2 separate regions of the Arabidopsis thaliana genome follow, and region 2 is linked to region 1. A link is a contact called in public capture Hi-C data. All regions are on one chromosome and are shown on one strand. Each heading gives the region's core, a stretch centred on a gene start, on an enhancer-like site or on the middle of the called end of the contact. The rest is flanking DNA. Distances are from core to core; before and after follow the strand shown.

Evidence for each region. Capture Hi-C pulls out chosen DNA fragments and counts their contacts.
Region 2: a capture Hi-C map of seedling shows a contact between it and region 1, with 1.7 times the contacts expected there. The contact joins the promoter of VCL1 here to the promoter of AT2G37820 in region 1. A contact is called at or near these places in 2 of 26 Hi-C or Micro-C datasets (leaf and root) and 1 of 3 other capture datasets (seedling).

What each region holds. Positions count from the first base shown.
Region 1 is chr2:15,846,157-15,848,775 of TAIR10.1, reverse strand. It overlaps AT2G37820 (Cysteine/Histidine-rich C1 domain family protein), which reads right to left and starts at 1,326. Exons shown (of 1, transcript NM_129338.4): 1 at 117-1,326. The coding sequence starts at 1,235. The coding sequence ends at 363.
Region 2 is chr2:15,913,412-15,916,030 of TAIR10.1, reverse strand. VCL1 (vacuoleless1 (VCL1)) reads left to right here and starts at 1,320. Exons shown (of 16, transcript NM_129359.4): 1 at 1,320-1,412; 2 at 1,825-2,619. The coding sequence starts at 1,841. It overlaps AT2G38025 (Cysteine proteinases superfamily protein), which reads left to right. Exons shown (of 8, transcript NM_179959.4): 5 at 162-267; 6 at 363-417; 7 at 486-539; 8 at 643-1,073. The coding sequence ends at 792.

The sequences.
Region 1 (2,619 bases), core at 77-2,576:
TGAGTCACAGAACTCCGTCAAGTATTTCCTATTAGGAGATGCGTAATTATTTTGATTATTTTGGAATTTGCATTTGCTAATAGTTCCATCCACGATGGTTTTATGTTCCAGGAAAAAAAAAAATAGTTGAAAGAATTTGTTTCTTACATTTTCGTCAAAAAAATATTGATCAGATCTGATATCTCTGTATACCACTGATATGTCATCACACAATTTTTAGAAAACCAAATTTACCACTAATATTGATTATTACCAAACTCACCATTGTAATTAGTGTTTTTTTTCGGGTATGGATTCACCAAATAACTCTTGCAAGTTGTAACTATACTTTAGCGCCGAAATTAGAAGAAAGAAAACAAAAGTCACGACATGAGATTTGTAATGGGAAACCCAAATATTGCACTAGAGACAACTCCCATTGTTAGCTTCGATGCAATCGTAAACATTCTCCAGCCCTTACTCGGAGTCGAGTTTTGACTCGCCCCAGCCATTGGTACCTGACCCGGATTCATATTATACCCGTTCATGTAATTGAAATTATTGTAATTATAGGGATGATAATTAAAATAAGGTTGTTGTTGACCCATCGGCCCATACGCATACGGGTAACCAAAATGTGGTTGTTGCCACTGCGTGGGCGGTGACGGTTGTCCACCTTGTTGCTTGAGTCCTCTGCTCTTAGTACCAGACGCATCGGTCTGGTCAGAAGGTGACGTGTTACACACGGCTAGGATACACTCCATATGGATATCGAATCTACATAACTCACACCTATACCTCCAAGATTGGCACGGGCCGTGACAAACCATACACGTGCTAGCTCCCGAGGGGCGAAACTCTAAGTGATGGGCAGGGTGAAGGACATGCCTCACGTGTTGAGGCAGCTGCGTGCAGAGAGGATGCACGTCAAACTCACATATCTTGCATCTGTAGAACAACCCTTCTACCGACTCGTCGCATATGTCACACGCGCGGTCGTTTTGGCGTGTGGACTGTTGTTTTCGAACGACGAGGCTGAGCTCATGCTGGGGATGAATGAAAGTTGGAAGGGTAAGGGGACATGTGGCACAATACTCATGGAGATCATAGTTGCATGGTTCGCATCGATATGTCTTGCCTGAGCCGTAGGTTTTGCAGCCGTCGCAGATGAAATCACCAATGCTGTTAAACTCTGTCAATGGATGAATATGCGTGAAATGCTGAACGGTGTGCCGTTTTAGTGTCCTTGGAGCCATCTTTACCGTTCTTGATTCAGAGAGAGAGACAGAGAGTTGTGTTTGGTGTTGGAAATATAATGACAAAAAGAAAGTATAGTGACATTTCTTCCGAATATCAGAATGAGAGTTGTATATATGATTACTCTTCTGATTTGTGACAGAGTGTCACACCGTTATTAGTTGACTTTCGACGAGTTGACTGACTTAAGAGGTGGGAAAGTCTCTATCCTTATTATATTTAATGTTCATTTTTAATCATTCAATATAGATATGTACTAATGTTTTAATATTTAAATTTATGTAGAATTGGTTTTACCGGTTTTTAATTGTTAGTTGAGTTACACTTGACCACTTTTTTATTTTTTATTTACATATTCTTATCTTATCTATATGGTTTATTCTAAATCTAAAAATACTAATAACAAACGAAAGTACATTTTGATCAAGGTTATAAAGACAACTATTATTCTTTTAACATTTGTTTCTATAACTAGTTTTAGACTGAAAATATATTATATTTACAAACATGTCAAGCATGATAATGCTTTGATTGAAGTTTGGCTAATTGGATATTACAACGACAACATGGTTGAATATAAAATGCTGTCTGGAATAATATACGATATCACGATTCTCCGTCATAATTGCTTGGAATAGTTCTAATCTTTTTTTAGGCGCCGCAAGTTCCCAAAGAAAAATAAAAAAACGAAGCAAATCCTATAGTTTATACAGTTCTTTTATTACTTTTTTGACTTCATACATTTTGTTTCAATGAATGATGATCATATGGATTCTCCTTACATTTCTACTCAAAATCAAAGTGGAACTTTTTACTATGGATTCTACTACATATCACTAGTTTACTTTCTTATAAAGGTTCACGTTATTACACTAAAATTCAACCGACATAAATGTAGTTTTACAAATTTCACAAAATAAAATAATAGTATAACGTTATACCATTTTTGTTGTAGGAAATTAGAAAGAAACGCATATTTTCTACGAAATTTTTACCATTTTTATTGTAGGAGAACGTTGCATTTCTTGTAGTTTAACTAATACTCTGCAAAAGTTATTTATTCCAGAAAAACCATGGAACTCAGTCCTTGAAGATCATTTCAAAAAAAGAGAGAGAAACAGTGGCTCAAAAAAGAGGCCACATTATATGTAGTTAGAACAGGCTTATAGGGTACGTCGTCAGTCAACTAGCCTGATGTCAGCGAAACTGCTATACCGCGTTGTATGAGTTTCTAACGACTGAGTTAAGTTATTATTCGTCGGAGCACAAGTGACCAATAATTTATGTTTTTGTAACCACAAGTGAACAAAGTTATTATGACTTGAAATTGTCAAACAAATTTATTAATTTTGTAACCACAACTGAACGTCCATTCTTACTTGT
Region 2 (2,619 bases), core at 71-2,570, 67 kb before region 1:
TGTTAAGCTTGCTGAGATTGGGGAATCAAAACTGGATTTTGTTTCATTCTGTTAGCCTTTTTGGTGGAAAAATGTTTTGTGGTTTCTCTGGTCTATACATTTGAATGTTTATCTCTTGTTCATCATGTTTTTGTGTGGCAAAACTTGCCTTTGTTTCACAGATGAGTTACGAATGGCTGTGAAAGAGGTTATATGCAATGACCCCAAGGAAAGGGAGAAGTACAAAGAAGCTTTAGTGGCTATCACTGTGGATGAGTCTCTGAAACGGTGAGTCATAACTCATAAGAATTCATTCACACTCATTACCACTTTTCAGCTAAATGGCATTGTTTTTCCTTATCACGTTAAGCATTTTTCTTCAGCTTTTGCCAGCGGATTGGAAGACACGATTTCTGGGGAGGAGAGTCCGAGCTGCTAGTGAGTTTCCTGCATTTAAAACTGCCATCATAGAGAAATGATCTAATGTCAGTGTTTTGCTTCAACAGGTTCTCTCCAAGCTATGTAAACAGCCTATCATCGTCTACATACCTGAGCACGAGGTAAACGCCCTTTGAATTTGAGTCTTATGTAAGCAAGACTAGGTGTTTCTTTTGTTCTAGTAACTGTATTCAGAACTTGAGTTATTTGGTATTGTTTATCTAGCATGGAAGAGGAGGAGGGTATGGGCCGGGTTTTATACCGATTCAAGAGTATGGAAGTGAATTTCGAGGAGGCTGGGGAAAGGGGAAGACAAACAAGAATGTTGTTAGGCTTCTTTACAGTGGTAGAAACCACTATGATTTGCTTCGTTGACCAAATTTTTTTTTTTTGCCTCTGCCGTTGACATTTATTGATATGGTCAGAGAAATTGAAATTTTTTACCCATTAGTGTATGTGTATCACATAAGGAGTGCTTTGGGAGACAAAGTTACTGAAAGTTCTGTCAATGACCTTAAACTCTAAGATGGATTTATTAACATTGTTGGACAGCTATGAAGGTTTTACCTTAACTTTAAGGTTTTGGCCAAATCAAAAGGCAAAGTTCGGTATTTATATGGTTAATCCGACAATGTGTAATAATTGTTTGTTCTCAACACAATGTGTATTATCTTCTTCGAATTTTTGTTTGTTTCATTATGAAATTTGATTTTTTTTGAAACATCCACACATTATTTTTTTGAAAAAAATAACCCATAGTTTAAAAAAAAATAATTATACATGTATCATTAAAATAATTGTTCCAAATTAATGTAAAATCCATAAAATATGGTATTTATCAAAAAGAATAAAAAAGTATATTTTCTGAAAAAGGTAATTAATTTGAAGAAAATAGGATCGTGGCTTGCTTGATGTTTCGTCTTCGCTCCGATCTCCAAACTCCTTCGTCCGGTCGATAAATTCGTACCTTGCTCGATTCTCCTCTTTGACCAAACGTAAGTTTTCTTATTGATCGATGTTTATCAAATATTACTCCTTTAACGACGTTCTCAAAATCGATTAAAGTAATGAGATTGATGAACTTTGATTGCTCCAGTTTCATTGTAGAGCCTTTACCTAGATTAGTCTTCATATAAATTGTGTAGTTATAGATTGGGAATTGAAAAAATTCAGCTTAGTTTCGAGTTTGATCGCAGCTAACGTAATTTCTAGGGTCAAATTTGCGATTTTTAGATGATTTTTTAAGTGTGATTTTGTGTCCATCAGCTTAAAAGAGTTCTCTTTTAGCAATTCATTGCTACTTTCTAGCCATGGATGATGTTTTGGGGGCTTATTACTCCTTTAGATATGTGTTTCTTTGTTTTCATAACCAAATCAATGATCCTGGCTCTTTTGATTATTCTGCAGGTCCTGACGAAATAAGATGGCAAACGTGTCTGTTGCTGCGGAATGGCAGCTTCTCTATGATCGATATTATAGGAAGCCTGAGATATACCAAATGAAATGGAAACATGTAGATTTGAGTCGTAACAAGGTGGCGTGTGCTTCGTTTGGTGGGCCAATTGCAGTTATTCGAGATGACTCGAAGATTGTCCAACTATATGCTGAATCTGCTCTAAGAAAGCTCCGCATCTTTAACTCAGCAGGTATACTTCTCTCTGAGACGGTTTGGAAGCATCCCGGGGGACGTCTGATCGGAATGTCCTGGTCAGATGATCAGACACTAATTTGCATTGTCCAAGATGGAACCATTTATCGTTACAACATCCACGCTGAGCTCATTGAGCCCAATATGTCTATGGGCCAGGAGTGCTTTGAGCAGAATGTGGTGGAGTGTGTCTTCTGGGGAAATGGTGTTGTCTGCTTGACAGAAGGAGGGCAGTTGATCTGTATTTTCGATTTCAAGACAATGAAGCCTTCTAAGTTGCCTGATGTGCCGGGGTTAGCAGAAGATGATCTGCTTCAGCCAATCTGCTTGACTGTGAGGGAACCTAAGTACACGATGTCTGGGATTGCTGAGGTGTTGGTAGCAGTTGGCGATGATATTTTTGTTGTGGAGGAGGACATGGTTCAAACTATTAGGTTTGATGAGCCTAGTGTTGATGACTCTGAGATGCAGAATGATGATTCTGGGAATTTGATTGGAGTGGTCCAGAAGATGATTGTATCACCTAATGGAAAATTTCTAACACTCTTCACTCA